Linked DNA regions of Sus scrofa: all the other regions are linked to region 3. Evidence: chromatin contacts called from public Hi-C and HiChIP or PLAC-seq data. All regions are on one chromosome and are shown on one strand. The core of a region is the stretch at or near the end of the contact, and the rest is flanking DNA. Distances in the headings are between cores, read along the strand shown. Region 1 overlaps LOC100520091 (a long non-coding RNA gene). Region 2 overlaps LOC110255736. Region 3 overlaps LOC110255633 (a long non-coding RNA gene). Region 4 overlaps LOC110255736. Region 5 overlaps LOC110255736. Region 6 overlaps LOC100520091 (a long non-coding RNA gene).

Region 1 (4,202 bases), core at 540-3,039, 260 kb before region 3:
GATAGATAGATGATACAGAAAAGTGATAGATACGGATATAGAGATAGATGGATATAGACAGGTGTCTCTATGTATCTATGTCGCCATCTATGAATCTATGTCTGTCTGTCTGTCTGTATCTATCTATGGCCTTTGCAGTTATAATATCCATATTGTGATGAACCACGATGTCTGCAAAAAGGCAGTCCAGCTGGGTGAGTCAGCCCCAGGTGGGCTTTGCAGGCCGCAGCATCCAGAGGCTTCATCCTCCCGACCATTCATGGAATGCACTCGGTCTGGAAGTCGTTAGGAGCGCATAAGCCCAGAACGCCCTGATGTCATCTTTAAACGGTGACATGATTCCAGAGCGTAAAGCTGAACCTCACATGACTTTCCCTAACTACATGCTTATGACTGACCCCAAATTTCCAGCAGATGCACTAATCTTTTCACCCCTGCTGTGTTTGGAAGAGCCTCTGTGATGCCAAAATGCACAAATGAGCTTGACTCGGACCATTCTCAGCTGCTTACGGCAGCCTCTAGCTAACCCTTACCAGCTTATTTCTATTTGAGCCACTTTTTTGCATCGTAAATACTTATGGTATACGATTAGCTGAAAAAATACGGCACAGCATTTTATGTAGAGCAGCTCAACAACTTAAAATAGGAATGGAAATATGATGGAAATAGGTTCACTAAAATATTAAGTAGTTTTCTCTGGGTGGATTTATTTATTTTTTTGTCTTTTGTCTTTTCAGGGCCGCACCCCCAGCATAGGGAGGTTCCCAGGCTAGGGGTCTAATCAGAGCTGTAGCCGCCGGCCTATACCACAGCCACAGCAATACCAGATCCGAGCTGCATCTACAGCCTACACCACGGCTCACAGCAACACCGGATCCTTAACCCACCCAGCAAGGCCAGGGATTGAACCCACAGCCTCATGGTTCCTAGTTGGATTCATTTCCGCTGCATCAGGACGGGAACTCCTGTTTTTCAAAATATGTTTAGTACCATTTCTCTGGATTTAAAAAAAAAAAGTCTACAATGATTCTATTAATAGCATTTATATTCACAAGTCTGGGGCTATTCAACGACTTTTACATGGATCTTATGAGCACAAAATGAGATAACACAAGGAAGGCAGCTGAAGAAAAGGGGGGGGAGCATTTTTGTGTTTATGGTGCTTAATGGACTTCAGAGGAAGCAACAATAAAATTTTAACTTAAAAATTATCCGAGAACAGATTGTACCACCTCCACAGACAGGTGATAACTGCGTGCCAAGTTAACACATCCGCCTCCAGTTCTGCCTCAAACGATGACGTGAGGCCTTAGAGGGCCTCGGAGCAAAACGGCAACGTGTACCTCAGAGGTGAGGCGTGCTCGGCCTCACGCCCCTGTGTCCATCCATTCACTTCACCTTGTCCGTGTCACTCCTTGGCCCAGTAGGGACGTTTTTGGCCCATGAATGTGCCCCGTGGCCAGGCTCCCCCTCCCAGCTGGTCCAGCCCTAATGTTGGGGACTGTGCCCCCAGCACCGCGGGCAGTGCGGAGGGCCGGAGGCGGGCGAGCTCTGGGTCTTCCACTTTTCTCCACTCTGCTGTGCACGTGCGCTGAACGCCATCTCTTTGAGTGATGACATTTGTCCGGGCCAGATGCTCAGCCCCAGTCTCGCTTCCTCTTCTTTCGTGTCTCCTAAGGGGCGTAATCCAGTGTCTAAATATAAACTGTCATCTGAAAATACATACCCACTTCTGCCAGGGCTTTTATTTTTCTCCCAGATGATGTTACCAAGGCTTCTATTAATAAAGGTAAGGCCAAGTGGCCAAACATGGCTCTTCACTTCTTTCCAGGTGGAGGGAGGGGGAGCCAGGGCTCAAGGTGCCCAGACATGAGCTGCCCCCTTCTTTTCTCTGGGAAACACCACAGCAGGTGGCACTAGTACATGGGACCATGTGTGCTTGCACCTTACCGTCACACTGCAAGCAGCGTCCACCACCAGTATTGCACCTGTAGGGAAGAATATGCAAGAGGTGGACTTTGACCAAGGCGGGGTGTGCAGGAAGAGCCCCATAAACCTGGCCAGGCCCCAGCTCTCCAGCACAGCAGTTGCCTACAATTCTCACCATCCACTGCGGTACCAACTCTTCCTACTACCAGGAAGGTGCCACCACTGGAGCAATCTAATGGCCCATATGCAGCTCTGTCCTCACCCTGGCCGTGCCCCAGAGAACACACAGGGAAGAACTCGATCCTCATCCTCACTGATCTCTGCCCATACCATCCAAGAACCTCTAAATAAACCCTGCTTACTCCACTCCTAATTATAGCCATGTCGTATTGAGAGCTTACTCTGGGCCAGGCACTGCAAACATAGGACTTGTCTGAACAACACCTCTATGAGATGGTTGTTATTCTGCTTAATGGATGCAGAGACCCGGGCTCAGAGAGGTTAGATAACCAGACTCAGTCATGTATCCCAATATAGTAGAGTCTGGATTCAAACACAGACCCACTGGACTAATTCTTCTAAACCACCGTGCTTTCTTCGAATTCCAGTGGACTGATGTAGTATTTTCAAGACAATTCAATAACTACCCATCCTCCAAGGGCAAAGGAGTGGGGTCAAGGAAGGGTTACACTTCTTGGCCTCACGCTCACTCTAAGTGACCTTAGTGAGCAGGACATCAATTTGCAGTCATCCCTTCTGAAACCGAGAAAGAGCAGAGTGACACCTGAGCTGCCCTGGTGGGGATTATCCTTTCTGGGACTTGGGACATCAAGCAGGCTTCTTATAAGGGGACTCGAGGTTATGCAATTGCATCTTCTCCCAGAGTTTACAAAGGCTGAAGGAATTTGGTTCTACTATTAATAGCTCAGATGCCTCTTGCTAGAAAGGGTGACATATGTCCATCCTGAGATAACACATGACCTAGGCATGTAAATTTATGGACAGAAAGGACCCTAGCAAAGGAATCAACGACTACTGGTTCATGGACAAGGCACAAGGAGTGAGAGACCTGATGTCATCCCAAGGTTGGGACGGCAGTTTGTCGTTGCACCTCTACTGCTCAAAATGAACATCGATGAGTTCTGGAATGATCCGCAGCCTAGTTACACAGAGGGTGGGAAAGAGTGATTGCTGTGCTGATGAGGGCATCTGCCTGGCTCTGAGCTTCCTCCTGCCTGGTGTCCTAAATGGATCTGTCCTTCTCATTCAGATGGGAAAGCTCAGGTCGGGGGATCCAGACAAGTGGGGTGGGGGGGAGGGCTGGGAAGGGCACGGGGCTTAGGGTCTACGGGCCCCCATTCAGGACTACCTAGTGAGGGCGTCCCTTTATAGAAGCTGGCGTCACAGCCTTCTACCCTGTCCTGTGGAACAGCTGTCAAGGGTGCTGACCAGCAGCCTTGACTCTGCTTTCATCTAAAGTATTTTTACTGCATCTACCTTTTCCTGCCTCTGTCCTTGCGTGTGTCTCTGGTATGTGATCTCAGAATCCAGCTCAAACAGTGTATTGTGAGTGAAGGGCTGAAGATGGGAGAGAAGGTTAGGCAGAGGCACACACATATTCCCCATACCCTTGGAAAGGTCACAGTCTTACCGAGAGCACAGACACATTTTTAGAAAAATATAAGGAAGACAAAATACATGATGCTGTGTGGTTTGAAAGGAAGAAAAATTACCTTTCTCTCAGAAGACTCATTTGTATACATGAGATTCCCAAACACGGTAAAACAGGCATCGAGGTGCAATGGAGAAACGTGGGCTTATCCGTACTGTTTGTACAGTGGTACAAAAACCGTTAGAATTTTGAGGGGAAAAAATATCAGTATAGGCCTTCCCTTTCAGACATACAAAAAATAAATGAAAGCTGGAAAAAAAATTGAGTATTTAAGAAGAAAACCACAACGAGAAGATAATAAGAGAAAAAATATCTAAAACTCCAAGTGGGAAAAAGTGAATTTAAGAATAGAAGTAATAAAAGAAGTCTCTAAAAAATCTGATAAATTACAGATTTGAGCCCTTTAAAATTTAAACGTTTTCCGTGGTTAACGTATTTACTAAAATACGACCTAAATGAAGAGTTTTTTTTTTTTTTTTCCAACTGAGTCAGGAAAAAATACTGCTTCAAACCAGATTAGCCAATGGTTAATTCATACCTGTATTTTTCTAAATGGCTCATAGCAATTGCCTGGTCAAAGCCAGCAGTGGAATCAACCCAT
Region 2 (4,372 bases), core at 753-3,252, 490 kb before region 3:
GGCTCTCTTCTTCCATTTGGAGTCGAGGCCGGGAGTGTGTGTCACATGCGTGGGATCATGCTAGGACCTACCTGGTAGGGTATTTGGCAGGATGCAAAGAGAAGTTAGATTTATTCACTCCAATCCTTATTCGGGACTGCCAGGGCCGTTCAAAACCATGAGACACCACTCCTGGCCCAGGCTTGGTCGTGTCCCCCTGCAGAAGAATTTCAACACACGTGGCTTCAAAAAAAAGTAAAACCCATCTATGCAGCCCCTCCTTGCCAGGCGCCCCAAACAGCAATTGTGAAATGCTAATAGTTCCTTACTATGAGCTCATGTTTATGAAGCGAACAAGTCTATGGGTTCAGAACAGAAGTGTAAATGAATTTTTAAAGTCTGCTAATCTGTTGAGCATTTAGGGTCATAAATAAGTGTATTCATTGGAATCGCACATACGTTTCGTCTGCTATTGAAGCAGTTAGCCAGCACCATGGCATGCTGTTCGGAAGGCAGGACTGCAGCAGAGACTGCAGGTGCTGGAGCCGACTGCTGACAAGGCAGCGGTTCCAAATTGGATTTTAAATACCCACCTGCCATTTCGTACGTACATTCTAGGACACTCGCACACATTTGAAGAAGCGTTGAATTAATTGCTGCTTTTCAGGAAGCTGCAGCAATTGCAACTTCTTTTCTTCTTTTGTAACTGGCTTCTGATGTCCAGGCCTGCAGATGCCGCAGGATTTTGCTTAACACAGCGAGGAAGTGTTGATTCAGGCCTGGACACTGAGCGGGAGATGAAGATTTCTTCCTGGAAGAACTCCCTTTGCGGGAAGCTTGTTAGAGACGAGCTCTCTGATGGTGTGTGTGTGTGTGTGTGTGTGTGTCTAAGTTTTCAAATTGGGAAAATGAGAATGAAGTTACAGACTGGAGACAGGCCACCTTTTTCAAAAGGCAGCTTTCCTCGAGCTTCAAAAGTGCACTCAGGCCTTCGTGGAGCCCACAAAACCTGTCCTTGGTCTCCTTCTTCTCTGTGGCCTTTTACCCCCTTACCGTGTGATGACTCCTCATTCTCTTGCTTCTTCTCGCTCCCTCTAATCCTCTGTCCTGACCCCCGACTGCCTTTGAGAACCAACAGACCTGCAGGCGACTTTTCTCTCTCTAGTCAAAACTTGGAGTTCCCGGCCTGGCTCAGCTGTAATGAACCTGACTGGCATCCATGAGGACGCGGGTTCGATCCCTGGCCTCGCTCAGTGGGTTAAGGATCTGGTGTTGCCATGAGCTGTGGTGTAGGTCGCAGACAAGGCTTGGATCCCGAGTTGCTGTGGCTGTGGTATAGGCCGGCGTCTACAGCTCTGATTCGACCCCTAGCCTGGGAACCTCCATATACAGCGAGTGCGGCCCTCAAAAGACAAACAAAGCAAAACAAAACAAACAGAAAAAACCTCGCTCGCCCTTGGTGTGGGTTTTGAGCTGGCCAATGCTCTTCCTCCCCCAGGAGTCACTGTTGAAGCGTGGTCTCTGACGGTTGACTCACGGGCTATTATGGGTTGGATTGTGTTCCCCCTGAAATTCACGTTGGAATCCTAACCACTAATACCTCAGAATGTGACCTTATTTGGAAATAGGTTTGTTGCAGACATACTTAGTTATGTTGGTGTCATAATACCGGAGTGGGGCGGCCCTCGTTTAACAGGGCCTTTGTCCTTGTAAAGGGGAATTGCACCCACGGATGCACACGGAGGGGGGATGCAATGTGAAGGCGAAGCCAGAGGTCAGGCCGATGCCCCTTCAAGCCAAGGACGGCCAGAGGCTGCCTGCAAACCGGCAGAGGCTGGACCAGGCCTGCGATAGGCTGGGATTTTCCGTCACAGCAGAAGGGACCAGCCCTGCTGACGTGCTGATCTCAGACTTCAGCCTCCAGAACCATGAGGCAGGAAAATCCTGCTGCTCTAAGCCGCCCAGTCTGTGGGTCTTTGCCGCGGCAGCCGCAGCAAAGGAGGACAGGTGCTGCCTTCCATCAAAGCCATCTCAAGCAGCGGCGCGGTGGTGGGACAGGCTTCTGGAGGAGGGCAGGCAGGGCCCTGACTCGGAGCAGGAAGGCTTGTCATCTACTTAGATGCTTCTCCCGGTGCCACCCTACCCAAGCCGGACCCTGCGAGCCTCCCGGGGGGGACCCCACTCATGGCTCCACCTGCCTTTTTATACATAGAAAACCGCTAATCAAAAATGAGTTTAATCAGAGAAGTGAGAAGTACAGAGAAAAAGGAAAACAGCCAAGCAAGACAGGGCAATAAGAGCTTAGCCCTTCAACACCGTCGAGCACCTTCAGTTCTTCAAAGACTATAGATAATATTCTGAGCAATGTCCTTGAAGCCGTTTGACAGGTGCCGAAGCCCCGGCAGGTGGAAGAAGTCAGCAGGTGCTGCCCGCAGCACGTCGGCCCCAGAAGGCTGATGATGCGGAGCCCCAGGGACCTCGCCACCCACCAGTGGGGAAGATGTGATAGCTGCTGTAGCAAAGCTGCATCTCTTGTTGCACATCTCCTAACACCCCGGCTCCTTCAACACTAAGACTCCTCACTAGCCCCTCTAAAAGAAGGACACAGTCTTCGAGGCACTAGCCCGCTGTGTCCCCTCTTTGCCTGGCAATTAAAGCTACTTTTTCTGTTTCTTCCAGCTCTGCCTCTGGGTTTCTATTTGGCGTCATCCGTGTGCAGAGGCGGCTGAGATTTCGGCAACACAACAGCCTGGCCTTGACTGCAGCTCCATCCCCAGCTCGGTTAGTACCATCTTGTACTGTTCCTTGAACCAGGTGGAGATTCGCCATCTGTCTCTGGTGGCCCCTGGGTGACCTGCTGACCAGGGGCTGAGGATCGTCAAATAGTCATTACCTGTGGCTTCGGAAATGTCATTTCCTGTATTAGCATAGATGAGACACAGTCCTGTTGGTTCCTAGACGGCACGAGGCCATTTATAGTCATAAAATACAGTCTTAGAGATACTCTGTGGGCCCTGGCGCAAAATGAAAATGTGGAGGCAGGTGGGGTGGCAGAGGCAGTTTCCCCTCCTCTAATGCCAGCGGCCCCACCTGTGCCTGGATTGCTTGCTACCTGGATTGAAGCTCACCCGCCCGTCCCCCAAGTTGCCATTCAAATGTGCAGTGGTGCTGCCAGCCAGGTGCAGGGTGACCCTGTTCCAAGATTCTACAGCGTGGACATCTTACCCCTGGTCCTCCTCCTGCTGGGGGCAGAGGATGACAGCAGAATGCAAGCCTCTCCCTCCAGGGTTCCTTGGTTTCTACCCCAGATGGTGGATACAGTGCTTTGAGATGGCATCACAAGGGACCAAAGAACCAGGGCAGAGAGAGCAGCCAGCCGAGAGGCGAAAAGTGGGGAGATGGTGGAGGTAGGATTGCCTATGAGAAGAGTGCCACGTCCCCTGCTCCATTGTCCCAGGGACCTCACTTATGAAGCACACATTCAAAGATACAATTATTGGGGATTTCAGGATGGCAAGTCCAAGTGCGTGCCCCTTCTGAGGGTGGGGCTGTGCATGACTGCACTGGGCAGCCCCGTTACAGGCGCACTGGAGTGGATGGACTTTTGCTCAAAAGGTTTTAGAAATACTGTTGTGTCACGTGCTGTGTCCTAGCTGGAGGATGAATTTTCTGGGCAGAAAGAACAAATAAGAGACCCCATGGGTGACCATCCACCCTCGTAGGCTGGGCTCCAGACTAGAGCCTGGGCTTAAAGGACGAGCGAGATGGTCTAATCCAACCCCTTCCTTAACATGGGAGGGTATGAAAACTTGCAAAGAGACCCAGGGGCAGGCAGCTGGTTCTGGTCAGATCTAGGGCAGAACCTATGTGATTTTGCTATTAAATAGGTTTGAGACGAGCTTGAAGAAACTCTGGAGGGTGATGGCTATGTTTCTCTCTTTTTTTCACTTTTTAAAGTTGTATTGAAGTCGAGCTGGCTTACAGTGTTGCGACAATTTCTGCTGTGCAGCAAAGGGATGGAGTTCTGCATGGACACAGCTCCGTTCTCTTTCCGGTTCTTTCCCCACGGGGACCATCGCGGAACACTGGGTAGAGTTCCCTGTGCTGTGCAGCAGGTCCTTCTTGGTCAGTCATTCCTTCACCACGGGTGTGCACGTGCCGGTTCCAAACCCCAGCTCGTTTCGGTGGGAGGGACGGCTTTTTGGGTGTGTCCCTTTGTTAAAACTCATCAAGTCGTACACTTTAAATACCTGCCGTTTATTGTATGTCCATTAGAATAAAGCTGCTTCAGTTATTTCAGGTAGGACTTTTAAAAGATCGCTTTAAGCATAAGCGAAGCAGTCAGTAGGAACTTGTCAGGAATGTAGGACAGAAGCGAGCCGTTTACTAAACA
Region 3 (4,364 bases), core at 1,335-3,834:
TTCTGTAAAAGAAGCCCTTCCAGAATGTCCGAAACAGAGAAAAGGAAGCGGCATATTCCATCCTGGTCTAGGAAGGGTTACATTTTATTTTAGGATCTCGGAGGCTCAGATACCTTGGCCCACTGCGGGGGTAATAAACCTCTTCCTTTTTTAGCTTCTTCCCTGAAGTAACTGAAGCTCCTTCTCACAGTTACATGAGGCCAGTCGGACAATATCTCAGGGAAAGAAAGCTCGACTCATAAACTGGTTGATTCCAGCCACTTCTCGCAATGCCTTCATTTGGACAAAGGCTCGTCTTCCCTACATTTGGGGAAAGACTGGCTTTCGAAAAGGGTATTCGTCTAAGTTTTCATGAAGGAAAACCCAATATATGATTTATTTTCTCCTAAGCTTCCATGAAGCTAATTTTTAATTAATCTTTGCACCACAAAGCTGCTGAGACTTTTTTTTTCTATCAATACTCAGGAATCCATATATGCGATGTAAAATTACTTAACATTGTCCATAAACAAACAAACAGTCTACAACCAGAGTCTCCCAATAAGAGAAAACTCGATCACCTAGGGTGAATTTTCACATTAATATTCCTTATCCCCTAGAACCAGCCATTGACTCTTTATTTCTGGTTTATTTCATGCTATCCTCAGAAGTCATTTATATTTTCAAACTTATTTTATATTCTGGTCAGAAACTAGAGTTTGGAAGAAGAAAAAAGAAAAAACCCACTAAATTTATAATGAGAAGCTACAAAAAAGTGGTGGTGTCTGTCTCATCCAGAGGCGCTTTTGAACAAAGGCCTACTTCCCCTTTGGGTAGAAATACCCACCATCTCTTCTGAGATGCCAAGAGAGATGCTATAGAAGCCACTTGATGCCGGCAGTCATCCCCTGAATCGTCCCTGCCTGCAGGGATGCAGGGATGCAGGGATGCAGGGATGCAGGGATGCAGGGATGCTCAGAGGTCCCTCTTTACTCCATCCACCCAAGAGGAGTGGGATCGAGGGAGAATAGGAGACTATACTTGGTAGTTTGCCAGAATGTAAATTCTGACCCAAGCCGCTTGTTAGAAACTGAGCAACAATGACTTTGGGGTCTTCAGGATGCTAGCTGATGCCCCCCAGGTAAATCTTGCATGGGTTCCTGCTGCTTCCCCTATTTTCTTGTTGGGTGACCGGTTACAAGGTCTCAAGAGGTAACTGTTCTCTTTTACACTCATTTTCCTCAGCAATGTGTGGACTCCGTTCCTCTATAGAGAACAGTAGAGTCTTCTGAATAAATATTAATGAAATGGACGGAAGCTCTTCCTCTCTTCGACGTCTTTTATCTTGTTAAGCCCACGGAAAAGTCTTTCTTCAAAGACTCAAAAGAAGGGTATCTCCCGCTTCTTAATAAGCAAACCATCCAAGTGATAGAATCCTGTACCTTAAGAAACAATGCAGAGGAAAACCTCTCTAAATGTGACCTTTCGGGTGACAGGAGGACCAGGAATATTCCAGGTCACAAAATCTGCTGAGGATAGTGAAAATAACAGCTCTTCTTTCTAATTGACAGGTAATTGGCTCCAGCAATGATTAGTCAAATTACCACATGCTTCTTTAAATGGAAAACTTCCAGCAGGTATTTGTTACTGATAGTTACCTGAGTGAGGGGCTGCTTCAAAAAAGAAGGCAGAGGAGTTCCCGTTGTGGCTCAGTGGTTAACGAACCCGACCAGGAACCATGAGGTTGCGGGTTCAATCCCTGGCCTCGCTCATTGGGTTAAGGATCTGTTGTTGCTGTGAGCTGTGATGTAGGCTGGCGGCTGTAGCTCCAATTAGACCCATAGCCTGGGAACCTCCATATCCCATGGATGTGGCCCTAAAAACACATAAAGATAAAAACAAACAAACAAACAAAAAGAAGGCAGAGGAGTTCACGGCAAAGACAAATAGGAGATTGGGTGTCACCATTCACCGAAGATAAATCTGAAATAAATATGAATTCTTCTGCAATTAGACCATAAACAATTAGGGGAAAATGCATTAATAAAAATTGGATTTGCTGTAACTATTTTCTAAAATGAAGCACCTCCGAAACTTCTTCCTTTTTGTAACAGTATCTGCCCCGTGGCCTGTGGCCTCTCCCCAAACAACTGTTAATAGCTTGGTCCCAGGAAAAGCAATACTATATTTCTAGCCTGTGTGGTGGGACTGGTTGCCTAGCATTGCGGTAAATTTTACCAAACAGTTGGCAGAAGGATCAGACCAGCTTGGCTAAATGAATTCAGCCATCACGTAAGACTGCAGGGCATATTAAGAAGGCATGTCCCTCAGAGCATTTGATACTTTCCTGTTACAGCCCCCCATCCCCCGGTATAATGCTTTGGCTGAGCAGGACGTAATTCGATATTAAACGAGGTTCTTGTTAAGTAGATACAATGAAATAATGCTGAGTTTTTGTTGCATTAGCAGAGGTAAATGCATTTTATTAGCACTCATTAGAAGGAGGGAAAACTTGGAGCTAAGGATTCATTAGCCGAAGGCGGCCCCTGCGAGGTAGAGCGACTGAACTGTTTGGGGCCAGAGGAAGGGGACCCGGCCACACGCAGCAGGTTCTGAAAGCCTGGCCTCCCTCCATCCACCCTAAGTCAGATGTCTGAGAACAGTGTGGGGTAGAAATGTTAGCTTCAACCGCGGGCCAGCTGAAAATATGCGTTTCTTTCGAAAGCTGTTAATTTGACAAGAGGCAGAAGCCCCAGAAAGAAAGTACAATCATGATTTATGCTTTAGATTCAAAAGGAAGTCATTTACTTGGGGATTTGGAAAAAATGCTACCAGCTCTCCAATTCTGAAGATACATCATGAAATCTGCTTTTATTCTACGTTGTTGTTAGGAAAAACCACACACACACACACACACACAACACCCCCCCCACACACAATTTCTCTAAAAAAAAATTCCCCCCAAAACAAAATTAATATGACGAAGCTGGGGTTTTTTTTTGGTCTTTTTTTTTTGCCTTTCCTAGGGCCGCTCCCGCGGCACATGGAGGTTCCCAGGCTGGGGATCTAATCAGAGTTGTAGCCGACGGCCAACACCAGAGCCACAGCAACACAGGATCCGAGCCTTGTCAGCGACCTACACCACAGCTCATGACAACGCCAGATCCTCAACCCAAGGAGCAAGGCCAGGGACCGAACCTGAAACCTCATGGTTTCTAGTCGGATTCGTTAACCACTGCGCCATGACAGGAACTCCAGATGAAGCTATTTTTTTGTCTTTTTTTTTTTTTTCTGGGCAGCACCCATGGTGTATGGAGGTTCCCAGGCTAGGGGTCAAATCTGAGCAGCAGCTTTGGGCCTGCACCACAGCCACAGCAACGCTGGTTCCTTAACCTACTGAGCGAGGCCAGGGATCCAGCCTGTGTCTTCGTGCATAAAAGTGGGGTTCATTACTGCTGAGCCACAAAGGGAACTCCATGAAGCTATTTTTGTTTAATCACACTTCACCAAACACAGTTTTAAGCTAAAGGACTGAATGATAATACATTTTCGATAACCTTGGAACATCAGAATCTGGGGGTTTCGTCGTCGTGTCATGTCTCTTCGACGCAGCTCTACAGAGTGTTCGGTTTTATGAAGACATCCAGCTACGGGTCTACTGTTAACTCTTAAGACATCTCTGCTCACCAGCGTCTGTCTCTGGGTTGCCAGCCTCCCACTTCGCATCATCTCCTGGAGCCCTACCCGGGCTGTTCTCCAAACCTAGCGCCAACCAGATCCATCCCTGGTCCTTCCAAGGCCCTCCCTCCCATTCTCCCTCTGGCATCTTCACGGCCATCCTGGGTTGCAACTTCAGCATCATTATTATTGTTTTTTATGTTCCCATGCAGTCAGCTTACTAACTCTCTAGACCTGACCTCTGCAACGCCCTTCGAGCACCCTCTCTTCTCCATCGTCCCTCGGCAGGTCAGCCCTCCCCTGGATGTCACTGGGTCAGTTGCCACAACCTCAACAACGGACAGGGTCTCTCTTCCTGTTTTCCTCCAGGACACTCCATCTTACTCACAGATGCCAGAGTCATTTTCCAGGATCACAGCTCCAAATGGGCAGCTTTTCTTGCCTGAACTCTTCAGTGGGCTTCTACTGTTTTGTCAAATGAGTGTGATGTCATCTGTTGCAGAGCTGTAAAGCTCAAAGAAGTTAACAGAGCCAGCCCACACCCAGCGGTTAGCTCAGAGGGAGAGCTCGGCAGTGGGTAGCTTTGATAACCTGTTGTCCACACCCTTGCCGCAACCAAGCTGAACTGCGCATGCTCGCCGTACGTGCGGCCTGTGGCTCCTTTTCCTTCCCTGCTCTCGTTCAGATCGCTTGGCCGGGAGAACACT
Region 4 (4,295 bases), core at 1,795-4,294, 380 kb before region 3:
GTGATGCACATATTTAGAGATAAGCATCTTTCAGAGTCAGCCAGGGAGACCTTCCTACCCTGAGAATTTGGGAATGGTGCAGGCTAGCCGGGGTGAAGGAAGACCTAAGCTCCTGACCTAATTTCCAAGATGGTTTACGTGCAGTCATTGAATAAAGAAAGAAAAGCAAGTTTGACTCCATGTGCTCTAGACAAGGGCTGAGATCAACAACATAAGAATCTGGGATCATTTGTTACTATCGCTTTGGGTTTGGGGGCTGGTGTGGTACTTGGGCTTGATTCTGTGTCTGAGGCTTCCTAGAAGCTGCGATGGATGCTGAAGGGAGGTGTGACAATTCGACATGGATCAAGGTAATTCAAAGCCAGTCTTTCACAGAAAGCTAAGCAGTAGAGAGCAGCTTTCTTTAGCTGATTTCGGTGTGGGACTATGTATCTGCTTTTAATTTAATAAAAACGCCCATGAGGACAAATGCTGCACTGCCAATTTTCTAGCCTCTTTGAAGCATTCCCTAAATGTTAAGAGACTGAGAAATTAGACCTAAAGGCTTACACAATGAATAATTTGGTTGGAAGTTTCTGCCCATTTCTGTCAATCAGATCTGCTTTCCCTGGGCCCCTCTGTGTCCCCACACAAATGACAGATTTATCCGGATTCTTACTGGACAGTGTCAGATAGGGAAGTGTGGGTAACCTTTCACGGAGGCCCCAAACTCTTCCTAAAAATGTAATGCTATTGAAAGACTGCAGAGACCCCACTCTGATCAAGACTCCGCAACTATTCTATTGTGAATTATGTGTCATTGTTTTCCCATAAACTAAAGGTTCTGAGCACTAGATCCATGGTGCACCCCTTTCAGATTTTGATCAAAGATACAGTTTCTCTCCGTAACAAAGCATATATACGCACGCATGTAATTACAAGGGTTTGCAGAGTCCAGGCTTAGAAACCTGGGTAAAATTATTGCAAGCATTTCTATTAATTCTGGGCCCCAGAACACATGAGTTTTCTTAGGAAAAATTTAATGATTTTTTTTTCATTTCCTCTGAGCGAGACAACCAAATGATTGAAAATTAATTGTATTTCCTTGTTCTCACATATTGCAAAATCTATTCCAATGGATGTTTGCTTCCGTTTCTCAATATTTTCATGGAAATTATGACCGCCACATAATGAAGCACTGCACATTCTAATGGTGTTGTAACTCTTGCCTTCTGAAACAGTGAATTTTCAGCCAGAGGGTAGTGGGGCTGGCATATTGCAGAGTTTTGCTGTGTCCACGCAAATAAATGGTACGCAACTTTTGACTTGCCTGCAAGAGCTTCTGTCTGGAACAGCGCAGCTGGGGCCTCAATGACCCTAGCTGAAAACACTGTCTGATGCCAGGGACTTTGCCTCTGTCTTGCATGTCCTTGCTGGCGGGGGGGGGGGGGGGGGGAGCAGGGGGAACAATACTTTTCCATGTTAGAAAGTGTTGGAACGTTCAGGAACATCGAGGTCACAGCGATGGCTGCCCTGGGTTGGCTCAGATGCCCATTAGACACGGGTAGCCTGGCTGTTTCCTAATTGCCAGGCTGCAGCCTCTCCATCGGCTGGTTCCAGGCACTGCTGCCTCTGTGCCGGTATTTGCAATGTGCCTGCCACCTGCCCAGGGAGCTTGTCATTCTTTTGACCTCAGCTCACAGCAGGTTGTCTTCTGGGGAGTTTCTTTCTTCCTTTGTCTTTTTAGGGTCTCACCTGTGGCCTATGGAGGTTCCCAGGCTAGGGGTTGAATCGGAGCTGTAGCCGCCGGCCTACGCCACAGCCACAGCAATGTGGGATCTGAGCCACGTCTGCAACCTGCACCACAGCTCACGGCAAAGGATCATGGCAACACCGGATCCTAAACCCACTGAGCAAGGCCAGGGATCAAACCTGCAACCTCATGGTTCCTAATCGAATTCGTTAACCACTGAGCCACGATGGGAACTCCCATTTCTGCTCTTAAGTCACCCAATACAAGCACTTTGTCATCGCAACCTTGGCAAACTAATACATCATGTATGCTCCCTTTGTCAGAGTTTGTGTGGATTGCTTTCCTCTTGTGACCAAAGTAAGTAAATATTCGTCATAGACCACCTGAGTTACGCAATAGAATTGCACGAAAAGGAAATCAGTGGTCCTTTATCCCACCGTCTACGGATAACATCATCATAAACACTTCGGTGTTCATTCACCCGGTCTTTCTTGTGCGTGTGTGTGAATTTCTTTTTCTTTTTAGGGCCACATCTGTGGCATATGGAGGTTCCCAGGCTAGGGGTCAAATTGGAGCTGCAGCTGCCGGCCTACACCATAGCCACAGCAACACAGGATCTGAGCCGCATCTGTGACCTACACCACAGCTCACGGCAACGCCGGATCCTGAACCCACTGAGGGAGGCCAGGGATCGAACCCACATCCTCAGATGCTGGTCAGGTTTTTAACTTGCTGAGCCACCACAGGAACTCCTGAATTTATTTTTTGAAACACGTTTCAGATGACCTACATCTGGGCTTTTGCACTTTACTTCTGCCGGGTAAAAGCAAAGAACTCAAACCCGTGAAACCCAGGCCTTTCTAACAGCCTCAGAAAATATGCTGGACAATTTTCAATCTTTCCCTAAACCAGGGAGTGGCCCAACTGGCAGGGAAAGCTTCTGGTTTCTGACAGACAGATGCTGACATGTGTCTAATGAATTTAGCGCTTAGCTCTAGCTTATGTTCAACTCCGCGGTGCCTGGGAGATAAGAAGCAATGGGTATCGTGTAAACCCCTTGACAGCCTCTGGGCTCCAGGACTTAGCATGTCTTTATCATCAGGTCTGTTTACAAAGAAAAGTCTTTGGAGGGTTTTCCCCATGGAGCAGCTTTCTTTCAATACGGCATCTGGTGAAAATATTACACGAGCTGCGTGCAGCTTGTCTGCTCCAGTTACAGGGGGGAAATTGCTCTTGGCGGCCCACGGGGGCCCCTTGAACTTGGCCTGTTAGCTGGCCGGCTGTGCCGCAGCGTGAGCTCGTGTGCAGCTGGCGCTGCGAAGCGGGAGCAGGAAGAGAAGCCGAGCCGCCCGTGGATGGGGAGCTTGTCCTAGGTGAGGAAGGGGGTCTGCCTTTTCCCAAGCGGGAGCCAGAGGCCAGCAGCGCCCAAAGGGCCTCCGCGCATCAGCAGTGCTGGATGCGCCCTCGCCTCTCTGCTACCCAGGGAGCCTTCGCCCCTGGAGGACTGGTTACACTGCCTCGAAGAGGAGAGGGCACCCAGGCCAGCAGCGGTCAGAGCTGGCGGCCGGGAGCTGGTGCAGCCTTTACAGGCCTTTCTGCTCATTCTGCCCTCTTCCTCCTCCTCCTCTTGCTTCCTTCCTCCTCCCGTTTGTTCATTCTCGCTCCCTCCCATCCCTCCTCTTCCTTCCCTTTTGCTTTCCTTCAAAAAAGCAAAATAGTAAAAGCGAGATTCCAGGCCAAAGGGGAGGGAGGGGCGGTCTCTGCTGCCAGTGCTCCCGCAGGGCTGCTCCTGGCTGCAGCTGACTTCACACCTGCCTTTGGGTGCATCTCCCCAGGCCTGCCCCACGCCAGACTCCCCCTTCCTGTCATTGCCTGGCCCCAGAGGACCATCTGAGGTGCCCTGCTCACAGGAACCATCCTGTCCTACTGAGCGGGGACAAGAGAGACCTCCGCTCTCATTTCCTTCCACCAAGGTCTCTCTGACCCGCCAAAGTCCCGCTCCTTCCCTCCTGCCCTCACTGGGGGCTCAGATCCCCTGACACTGGGCCTGGGGAGATGCAAGGCAGCCTCACTGCAGCTGGAGGCAGGTCCAGGGCTGACCACGCAGGGGGAGATTGCCAGCTTCCTTTCAGGCACTAAGGGGACATGCACGGTCTCTAGAAAAGGGAAAACGCCCATGCAACCAACTGCAAGTCTGCCTGTTTCTTTTTACCAGTTAGCGAAAACAGACTTCACCAAAACAAACAAAAAAAAAATTGTTGGTCTAAGTTCTGAGAAACTGCAGTTGCTGCTGAGTTTTCAGAATACATCAACTTTTTCTTTTTCTTCTTTTTTTTTTTTTTTTTTTTTTTCTTTGTAGGGCCACATCTGTGGCATATGGAAGTTCCCAGTCTGGGGGTCGAATCAGAGCCGCAGCTGCCAGCCTACACCACAGCCACAACAACGCCACATCTGAGCCGTGTCTGCCACCTACACCACAGCTCACAGCAACACCGGATTTTTAACCACTGAGCGAGGCCTGGGATCAAACCTGGGTCCTCATGGATACTAGTCAGGTTCGTTA
Region 5 (4,714 bases), core at 1,310-3,809, 470 kb before region 3:
GAGTTCCCATCATGGCTCAGCAGTAATGAATCCGACTAGTATCCATGAGGACATGGGTTCGATCCCTAGCCTGGCTCAGTGGGTTAAGGATCTGGCATTGCCATGAGCTGTGGTATAGGCTGACAGCTACAGCTCTGATTCAACCCCTAGCCTGGGAAATTATATATGCGGTGGGTGAGGCCTTAAAAAAAAAAAAAGAAAGAAAGAAAAGAAAGCTTAAAATTATGCCTGAAATAGGAGATGCTGCCTGAAATAGGAGATGCTCAATAAAGGTTAACCCTTACTATTATCATGCTCAAAATTCCTCTACGAAGTCTTTTTTGATTATACCCGTGAATCCGCATTTTCCTCTTTGGATAAAATTGCTTAGGTTCCATTATTTTTTCAAAGATTATTTTAAAAACACACATAGATGTTTCTATGCATGTATGTCAGTTATCTTATTGACATTTCACAATGGCTCTGCGCAGACAGGAACATGTTCTTATACCCACTTTACAGGTGACTAATCTGAGCATCCCACTATTTAAGTGATGTGGTTGTTAAGCACACGAACCAGGCTTTGAATCAGGTTCTCTGACTCCAAAATTAAGCATTTTTTTTCCATTTCATTTTAAGCATGTGGTCTGTTCAGACTGGACCACACAGCTGACAGCCACTAGTTCGACACGTTTCTCCCTTTATCTCCTATTTGGAGATGTCTGTTTGGGGAGTTAAAGTGGCACATTCAGAAGGGGATGGAAATCAGGATTTCAGTCTGAAAGAGACACAAACAGAGTTGGGTCACATCTTCCAAGCCCTAGCAGACTTCCAGGGCAAGAAGGCCAAACTGACCAGCAGGACTGGTGGCATGGGTGTTTTGGACACTCCCACAGAGGAGTTTTGATCTTAGAATAGCCAAGCAGGGGATGATTTTTGTAATGATTAAAATAAAAGTAAAAACAGAGGATAAAAACAAAAAAAAACCCACCAAAATTTCACAGCAATTTCAAATATGTATCGGTTATTTCCCATATATTTCAGAAAATGCTCCTGTAGTGCAAACATTTATTGCACATATATTGCATTGAAATAAAATAGTCTGGGCATTCCCGTTGTGGTGCAGTGGAAATGAATCCGACTAGTATACATGAGGATGCGGGTTCGATCCCTGACCTCGCTCAGTGGATCAGGGATCTGGCGTTGCTGCGGCTGTGTGTAAAGCTTTGCTAATGAAACAGACGACAGCTTGGATTTGGCCCTGTGGGTCATAGTTTGCTGGTCTCTTGCTTAGAACAAAACTTGACTTACATAGTAAGTGGTATGTAAGTACCAGTAACTCAAATGAACTAAATATGTTCCATGTGAAAGGGACATTTTTTAACGGTGATTATGAAACACACTTGTACCACAGCTTTGTAAGGTAAAGGCGATGAGATCTGGAGAAACATACACAGGTCACACACACACACAGGTACACACACACACACATAGGTACACACACGTACACACATACATACACAGGTACACACAGACACACACAGAGTTTATCCTGTTACGGTTCATCAGCCGTATTTAATTCATTTCTCACTGATTCTCCCTTCTCTCCCAGAATGTGCCGAGTTATACTCCCCTGTGACCTTTCTTGGGGAAAGCTTACTTACTTGTCTTACTGGGACCTGAGCACATATCAAATCTCTGTATAACGTTCCTGGAGTTCCCTCGTGGTGCAGCGGGTTAATGTTCCTGTGGTACAGGTTTGATCCCTGGCCTAGGAACTTCCACATGCAGGCAGACCAAACAAACAAACAGACAAACGAAAACGTGAACAACATTCCTAAGGCAAATATTAATGGGGTCTTAAGTTCTGCTTCATTAATGAAAATAACAGCGATTTGCTTGTATGTTTTTAATCTGTGTAATATTTATAAATGTGCAGTTATCGGCATGTCTCAGCGTATCTTTCAATAAATGATCACTTCGGGGCTTCATGTTGGATGATGAATTTTTATTAGGTTCCACTTGAATTTTGTTTAGAATCCTTCTTTGAATGATGCATCACTGGCAGGGTAGTGTGACAGGCAAAAAAGAATGAGTAAGTGGCAGTATCTCAAGTGGAGCCTCCCAGGCTACAGCAGAAGTGCACACCTGCAGGCACCTGCACCATTCACTCCAGTACAGTCTGGTAAATGGGCTTCAGCAAGAGGCACAGGATCTGGGGAGGAGAGACTGCTTCTTTTGTGTTTGTTCTGCATCAGATTCTGTATCATGCGCGAGCGCACGCGGGGCGGGGGCGGGGGGGGCGTTTGATTAATCCCCCTGGGTGATACTCAGGACAGTGAGGATGAAGATGCTGGTGGTGACGAAGGGGAACTTTGGTTTTCCGGGTGGGTGGCTGAATCTCAAACGGAAAAGAGGCTGATCTGGGCTGCGTGGTGAGCTTCAGTTACCTAGGGCCTTGAACTTTTTATTTTTCTGAGCCACTGGCCAATTTTAGAAGTCCCACCTGCCTGAGGAATATCTTTGCTTCCCTGGTAGCCATCCCAAGCAAGCTCTGACACAGCCAGAAAATTTGCTGACTGTACCCAGAGAGTCCACCAGCTGTTCTTAGAGTGAGCAGACTGTTTATGTGCCCTTCTGGTCAAGTCACACTCAATGCTGAAGAATAAGGAGCTCATTCAGTAATAGCTGAGTTGCTGCTTTTTTTTTTTTTTTTTAAACCCAAAGGCAAAATTAAAGCAATACAACATTTTTGCCAGTCACATTCTGTTTGAAAAGATGAATCATCCTCATGTTTGTGCTCAAAGACATCTGCTTAGGGGCAAGAATATTTGCAGGCTAATTTTGTGCAAGAATCACCTTTTGACAGCAGATCAATATGAGAATATGTGTTTGCTCTGGGGAGGAGGGAGAAAGCACACATCTTGCCAGTCAGGAGAAAACTTGAATTGCTCCTTCTCAAATGGATCATGGTAATGTTTTTACGTAGGTCAAAAAGTCACAGACAAGGACATATAAAAAACTAAAGAACGAAATCTCCATTTATGTTTTGAATAACTCTCAGAATCTTTTTTTTTTTTTTCTTTTTTTTTTTTCTTTTTATGGTCGCACCTGCAGCATATGAACGTTCCCGGCCTAGGGGTTGAATCAAAGATGCAGCTGCTGGCATATGCAACACCAGATCTGAGCCACATCTGCGACCTGTGCTGTAGCTTGCTGCAATGCTGGGTTCTTAACCCACTGAGGGAGGCCAGGGATCAAAGCTGCATCCTTACAGAGATTATGTCATGTTCTTAATCTGCTGAACCACAACGGGAACTCCCTCTCAGTTATGTCTTAGAAACAACTGTTTACTCTCCCTCTGATTAACTTTAAATTGAGGGAGATGGCAGTTTTAAGCACATTTGAAACTCCTTCCTTCTTCTGTCTTTCTTGTCCTGGATGAAGGAGTCTGATCTGAAGAAGCAGGGGCAGTATTAAGGACTCAAAGTGACCTTAAGAAGTTTGGGTCACTTTGCTGGTGGCAGGAGAATGCCTGAGAGAATTTTCTGTACACAAGAGTCATTTTCAATGAAAGTATTTTCAGTGCAAGCTGTGGATATGACTAAAGAGTCAAAAAATTTCATTTAATTTTAGATAAAAGTGGAAGTGAGTAAAATTATTTTTATCCATAACTATGATGAGAGAATGAATACAGGTGGCCAATTAAAACACTGGATTTTTTGAAAAGAGAGAAGCCAGGAATCAATGATAAAGACACATGTTCATATAAAGAGATAATGCTCAAAAGGTTCTTAACTCTCTTACTGCATGATTCCCTCTGTTTCAGAGAGCTGGGGGCAACAAGAAAACAATTACATTTAAAAATTTTTTTTCATGCTTCCTCTCATTTAAAAACTGTTTTCATAAATCTGCATGCTCTGTGAACTAGTTTGTCTTTTTTATTATACATGCAAAACCAGTATTCTCTTTATCATGATTGCTATTATTATTATTTAACTCTACTCCACTGCTTTCTCTGTTGGTGTCTTGCATCATTTCCAGTTACCGTCCTGACGATCTGCCAGAGGCCAGCTCCGGCGGCCAGGGAGTGTACACTTTCCTGATAGGAGATGGACAGAGTTGGCAAATGTACATACAGAGACAGCCTCTTTGTCCCTTCTTTCAGGGCGCTGGACTGCTCAAATTTTATTGGCATAAGTGGTTGATTATATAGACAGCTTTTTACTACAGATTACATCACAGTGTTAAAAGTACATTGGTTAACTATTACATGGTATAGCAGCTATACATTATGTTTTAAGATCTTTATCTTAACTTAGTGGGTACAATTTAAGGGCAATTAGGTACAATCCATCATGTTTTAAGATCTTTATCTTAACTAAACTTAGTGAGTACAACTTAAGGGCAACTAGGTACAATACATCATGTGGAAAGGAGGAGACTCAGTGCAAATCATCCCATGGCCAGCCAGTCTCCACAAGTTGAAGAGGTCACAGACACAAGAATTTGGCATTCACAAATCTTGTTTTTAGACTGGTGCTTATCTTTAAAGCTTTATGGCAGGGAGACAGTGTAAGAAAATATAAACCAACTTAACTAGCTATCACTTGAAAGCTTTTTAAATCAAGGACAAAACTCACAGCTAGGTTTCATGGATAATACATGTCTAACTTCTATGAACCTCATTAAAATCCTAACTCTAAAGTTTACTATATAACTAGTTAGTAGATAA
Region 6 (4,874 bases), core at 1,117-3,616, 280 kb before region 3:
ATATTCAGAAAGGACCCCTTCGTGTATGCCTGCAAGTAACACAAACCTGTAAATCAACTATAGTTTAATAAAAAATGAACAGAAGAATGTGTCCATATATGTGTGTGTGTATATATATACACCTGAATCACTTTGCTGTATACCTGAAAGTAACACAAATTTGTAAATCAACTATGGTTTAATTAATTGATTAATTTTTTTTGCTTTGTAGGGCTGCACCTTCAGCATATGGAAGTTCCCAGGCTAGGGATTGAATTGAAGCTGCAGCTGCCAGCCTACACCCTACACCACAGCCACAGCAACTCGAGATCCAAGCAAAGTCTGTGACCTACACCACAGCTCATAGCGATGTAGGATCCCTAACCCATTGGGCAAGGCCAGGGACCAAATCCGCATCCTTTTGGACACTAGTCAATTTCATTTCCACTGTGCCACACGGGAACTCCAACTATAGTTTAATTAAAAAAGTTGTTTGAGGAGGTCTCTTTGTGGCTCAGTGTTTAATGAACCCGACTAGGAACCATGAGGATACGGGTTTTATCCCTGGCCTCCATCAGTGGGTTAAAGATCTGGTGCTGCCGTGAGCTGTGGTGCAGGTCACAGGCGTGGCTCGGATCCTGAGTTGCTGTCGCTGGGATGTAGGCTGGCAGCTGCAGCTCCTACTTGACCCCTAGCCCGGGAACCTCCATATGCCTTGAGTGTGGCCCTAAAAGGAGAAAAAAAAAAGTTGCCCGAGAACCGTTACATGAAGCATAAAGTAAAAAATCATTCAGCATGACATTTCCATTACAGCTGCTGCACTTCTGCAGGGACGGTCCAGCCATACTAGCACAGTTCTCAGGCTCCAAAAGACCATCACTTTCCTCATTTTGTTTCCACCGCATCCAGTACTGACACCATTGTCTTTACTGGATTCCACCCATCCTTCAAGACGCAGCTGAGGGTCTCTCGACTGCAAAGCCCTCTGGCTCTCCCGGGGCTCATCCCTCAGCTCCCCAGTGCAATGAATCCCTTCCTCCAGCACTTCCAGCATCCATCTTATTACATTATGGTTAGTGATTCAGGTCCGATGGGAGACAGACAGGAACAGGCAGGAGGCAGGATGCAGTTGACTCCATCCTCTGATGGAGAGAAATCCAGGGTATGCTCTGGCCACCCAGAGAAGGGGCCCTGTGGCCACTCTGGAGAGGCTGGGTCCTCTGAGAAGCAGGTGTGAAGACGGCGCAAGTGAGCAAGAACATTTATTAGGGACAATGCGTGTAGGAGAAAATAGGATGGGGCACCGGAAGGGGCCAAAAGGACCATCAGACACACTACAGACGCGCCCTGGACTTCAGAGCAGCACCTGCCCCCCGAGCCGGTTATGCCTCTGCAGTCAAAGGCTGCAAGGTGCACTTACACCACAGAGTGCGAGGCACTAAGTAAAAATACCTGCAGAGGCATTTTGTAAGTGATTACACACCGTAAAAATAACAGTTGTTTTCATCATAAACCTCCAGGAACTATTATCCATAGTAACATCAGAACATCTCAGAGTTAAGCAAGAGGCCAGTGGAGAGAAATTAACCAATGAAGCCACAGATGTTGGTTTTGCAATCGCGTAAGAGATGGCAGGCAACATGAAGACTTTTGTTCTCAAAAGCTCTGAGTGAATTTAGATCTTGGATTTAGCAACTGGCGAGGCTGTGAAACTCCTGTCCCTTGGGTCTTTAAGATTGTAAACAAGCAAGCAACAAGAGTGGAGTCAGTATCCGCCACGTGCTCATCAGCGTGCTGGATGCCCTGGGGACGAGGACCACGAGGGGAAGCTAGCCCTGGGGAGGAGGCCAACGGGGAGGTGAGACCAGTCTCATAGATGACAGAAAGATGGATGGACACAGCTAGACAGGTAGAGCTCTCTGATGCGGAGAGACCAACATCGCCTGCTCAGACAAAGGAAATAGAGCCTGTCCTTGACCAGGAAACCAGGCGGAACCCACCCTATGACTGTGCTATGTCACTCCTCTACTTAGGGATCAATTATTGACAAGCCTTAGAAATGACAAAGACGAAATAAAGATGAGAGTGAAATCAGTTAGATGGAATGCATGGAAATGTGCAATGAAAATATTGCCATCAGGTGGCTGAGTAGGATCTCCCTGAGGGTTCCAGATCCTGAGCCCCACCGGTCACCCAAGCTTCTAGAATAAAGTCATGCTTCACTCTGAGTTTCTGAGCCACTGACCTGAGCTTTACTCATCCCGTCCGTCCGTCCTGCGTGCTTCCCAGGTGAGGGGAGTTTCCGGGCTCCCGAGGCTATAGATGGTCTAATGGACACTCTCACCCCGGCCCTGGCCTCAGATTCCCTTTTCAGGGAGAGAGAGGCTCGGGCGGGCTGAGTCATCCCCGTGATAAACGCTGTAGTCACTCTAGGGAGGTGTCCCCAGCTGCCCCTGCTGGAGGGCACCCAAGTGAGTAATGCTGCCAGGGTCACGTGGCCCTGGAAGGGAGCTGGATCCCGCCTGTGCCAGGTCCATGCAATGAGCTTGCTTGCAACACACACACACACAGATCCTGACAGTTCCCCCAAGGGGACCGGAGGCCTGTCTGGGGGTCCTGTTGACTTAGAAACTGAACTTGCAGATGGAAGGCTTAGGAGCCAGTGGACAGACAAGAGAGGCTGACAGAAGCGAGTTCCTAGAGAAGAAAAGTCCTTGGAGGAGTGTTGCCCGGGGATCCCTGGGTGGGGATCTCCAGGGGGAGCCTGCCCCTTTCTACACAACCTCAGCACAGTGCCTGGGGCTGACACTGGCCCAGGGAAAGGGGGGGGGGTGTCAACATCTCCCAGGCTCGGGATAATCTAGCGGCTAAATGCTACCATGGGAATCTGGGTCCAGAACGCACCAGACCCCAAACTCTTCCCCCTGGCATTGGCCACAGGGGCTGGAGTTCTGGGGAGCTGCCCAGCAGATCCAGCACGATGCTTTGTGCAGTCTCACCTTAAAGGGATTTTATCCAGGCTCTTTGTCTTACTGAGAGTGAGGCTCGAATATTTGCTCCAGGCTTCATAGCGTCCTTCAGCTTGATCTTCCATGTCGTTCATTTGGGTCTCGACTGTTGACTCGAAGCTCCCACGTGCTCCTGTTCTCTTGTTTCCTCCTCCCTCCTGCTCCTCCTCTTCCTCCTCCTCCACGTCTCTCTGTTGCTCTCTCTCCCTCTCTCCTCTCCTCCTCTCCCACATGGACGTCTGTCCCCTTTAGGCACTTGGTTTCACTGGGGTCATTATCTTCCGTGGTCAGTTGGTTCGTTCTCTCTGTCTTTGCCCTCCTCAGTGTCTGTTCCGTGGCTCAGGTCCAGGGCTGGGTACCTGCAGCAGCAGCCCACCAGCAGGTTCTAGAAGATCAGAGCCTCCCCACCCCAGGGCTTGTCCTGCAACAGCTCATAGATTGTCGTTTCCAATAGGAAACCATTCTGTTTTTGATGTCAGCTGTACAGGCCAGTGCTCCCGAGACTCGGAGTAAGGAGAACACCAGCAGTGGCTTCTGAATCTGAGAAGGGCGATGCATTGGCATAATGTGTGTGTGTGTGTGTGTGTGTGTGTGTGTGTGTGTGTGTGTCTAAACTCCTTTCTTCAACAATACTTGTGTTCAGCGTATTTGTGGATAAGACACTCTCATCTATTCTGAATAACTGTCGGGGACACCAGACGACGTGGCGAAGCCCTTGCTCAGGTTACAGATGGGCAGATGGAACTCGGGACAGTGAATTGAGGCTCTCCCAGATTCTTGGTGGTCAAATATGGCCTAGAGATTCCGTCTTCTGAGCCTCCGTGACCAGGGGCCCTTCTTCTGGGTAAGATGTACAAAGGTTACAGCTGTAAATATTAAATCGGTGCATGTAGAGAGCTTGGAGACCTGGGTTCCAGATACGGCTCAGCCCTGGGGTCTAAGACATCAAATCCTTTCTCTGAGCTTCAGCTTCAAATACATAAATAAATAAATAAATAAAACCACGAGCTTCAGTATTTAAATATTTAAATACTATCCTGTCACAAGCTGTGGTTCTGTTCAGGATCCTTTTTTACGTGCATAAACACAAACACACACACCCCACTCATGTTGTTTAATCACTTCCTTGTATACACGTTAACCGTAAAGAATAACAAAGTGTCACTGGGGTGAGTTGCAGGCATCAAACATGCCACGCGACTCCCCAGGGAGTTCTGGAGGCGGGCTTGGTAGCCTCCCAGGTGTGTCCTCCGCACTTTGCCCTCTCCCATCTCCTATCTCATCAGTTTGCATGATCAAGGCCCGCTTATGGGTGGCTCTCCTCACTTGCAAGTGAGCACTTTTGAGTGTCTAGACTATGCCTTGTTCACAGATGTAACCTCAGGACTTGACATTGGACCCAAGCCCTGGTGGATGCAATTGGTATTTTTCAAATGAATGAATCAAGGAGCGAGTAGATGAATTTTTCTTGTTGGCTAACTTCAAAACTTCTGTTAAGATTCTTTCCTCAGAGCGTTCCCACTGTGGCTCAGTGGTAGGTAACAAACCCAACTAGGATCCATGAGGATGCAGGTTTGATCCCTAGCCTCGCTCAGCGGGTTAAGGATCCGGCATTGCCGTGAGATGCAGTGTAGGTCACAGATGTGGCTCAGATCTGACATTGCTGTGGCTGTGGTGTGGGCCGGCAGCTACAGCTCTGATTTGACCCTAGCCTGAGAACGTCCATATACCGCATGTGTGGCCCTAAAAAACAAAATAAACAAAAAGATTCTTTCCTCAGCAAAATTTCTTCTACATATTATGAATCTTTTTTGGGGAACTATTACATATGCAATCTCCAGGCTTTGATTGTATTGGGGCGTTAAGGCCCTTTTTCCAGGCATTTTA

Evidence for each region. A called contact is a pair of places that touch in the nucleus more often than the background predicts. HiChIP or PLAC-seq counts read pairs in DNA pulled down with a chosen protein or histone mark.
Region 1: an H3K27ac HiChIP or PLAC-seq map of skeletal muscle shows a contact between it and region 3. The contact joins two enhancer-like sites. A contact is called at or near these places in 3 of 47 Hi-C or Micro-C datasets (psoas muscle and skeletal muscle) and 1 of 2 datasets of contacts at active chromatin or transcription factors (skeletal muscle).
Region 2: a contact with region 3 is called in an H3K27ac HiChIP or PLAC-seq map of skeletal muscle, with 4 times the contacts expected there. The contact joins two enhancer-like sites. A contact is called at or near these places in 2 of 47 Hi-C or Micro-C datasets (embryonic fibroblasts and skeletal muscle) and 1 of 2 datasets of contacts at active chromatin or transcription factors (skeletal muscle).
Region 4: a Hi-C map of skeletal muscle shows a contact between it and region 3, with 4 times the contacts expected there. The contact joins two enhancer-like sites. A contact is called at or near these places in 4 of 47 Hi-C or Micro-C datasets (epiblast stem cells, fetal skeletal muscle and skeletal muscle) and 1 of 2 datasets of contacts at active chromatin or transcription factors (skeletal muscle).
Region 5: a contact with region 3 is called in an H3K27ac HiChIP or PLAC-seq map of skeletal muscle, with 4 times the contacts expected there. The contact joins two enhancer-like sites. A contact is called at or near these places in 2 of 47 Hi-C or Micro-C datasets (embryonic fibroblasts and skeletal muscle) and 1 of 2 datasets of contacts at active chromatin or transcription factors (skeletal muscle).
Region 6: an H3K27ac HiChIP or PLAC-seq map of skeletal muscle shows a contact between it and region 3. The contact joins two enhancer-like sites. A contact is called at or near these places in 1 of 47 Hi-C or Micro-C datasets (skeletal muscle) and 1 of 2 datasets of contacts at active chromatin or transcription factors (skeletal muscle).

What each region holds. Positions count from the first base shown.
Region 1 is chr10:11,002,383-11,006,584 of Sscrofa11.1, reverse strand. The region is part of intron 3 of LOC100520091 (a long non-coding RNA gene); the gene reads left to right. Among named protein-coding and RNA genes, the nearest start is that of DUSP10, 99 kb to the right of the region's middle. Within about 2 kb of position 1,789, at least 5 of the 83 cell types and tissues checked have an H3K27ac peak or open chromatin away from gene starts, as enhancers often do. A contact at or near this core is called in skeletal muscle, where this site is marked.
Region 2 is chr10:11,232,386-11,236,757 of Sscrofa11.1, reverse strand. LOC110255736 reads left to right here. Exons shown (of 7, transcript XM_021065090.1): 4 at 2,659-2,760. Among named protein-coding and RNA genes, the nearest start is that of TRNAT-UGU, 79 kb to the left of the region's middle. Within about 2 kb of position 2,002, at least 4 of the 83 cell types and tissues checked have an H3K27ac peak or open chromatin away from gene starts, as enhancers often do. A contact at or near this core is called in skeletal muscle, where this site is marked.
Region 3 is chr10:10,739,486-10,743,849 of Sscrofa11.1, reverse strand. The region is part of intron 1 of LOC110255633 (a long non-coding RNA gene); the gene reads right to left. Among named protein-coding and RNA genes, the nearest start is that of DUSP10, 160 kb to the left of the region's middle. Within about 2 kb of position 2,584, at least 4 of the 83 cell types and tissues checked have an H3K27ac peak or open chromatin away from gene starts, as enhancers often do. A contact at or near this core is called in fetal skeletal muscle and skeletal muscle, where this site is marked.
Region 4 is chr10:11,118,945-11,123,239 of Sscrofa11.1, reverse strand. All of the region lies in intron 5 of LOC110255736, which reads left to right. Among named protein-coding and RNA genes, the nearest start is that of TRNAT-UGU, 190 kb to the left of the region's middle. Within about 2 kb of position 3,044, at least 19 of the 83 cell types and tissues checked have an H3K27ac peak or open chromatin away from gene starts, as enhancers often do. A contact at or near this core is called in fetal skeletal muscle and skeletal muscle, where this site is marked.
Region 5 is chr10:11,212,991-11,217,704 of Sscrofa11.1, reverse strand. All of the region lies in intron 4 of LOC110255736, which reads left to right. Among named protein-coding and RNA genes, the nearest start is that of TRNAT-UGU, 98 kb to the left of the region's middle. Within about 2 kb of position 2,559, at least 2 of the 83 cell types and tissues checked have an H3K27ac peak or open chromatin away from gene starts, as enhancers often do. A contact at or near this core is called in skeletal muscle, where this site is marked.
Region 6 is chr10:11,023,238-11,028,111 of Sscrofa11.1, reverse strand. The region is part of intron 2 of LOC100520091 (a long non-coding RNA gene); the gene reads left to right. LOC110255581 (a long non-coding RNA gene) reads right to left here. Exons shown (of 2, transcript XR_002336123.1): 1 at 2,225-4,874. Among named protein-coding and RNA genes, the nearest start is that of DUSP10, 120 kb to the right of the region's middle. Within about 2 kb of position 2,366, at least 28 of the 83 cell types and tissues checked have an H3K27ac peak or open chromatin away from gene starts, as enhancers often do. A contact at or near this core is called in skeletal muscle, where this site is marked.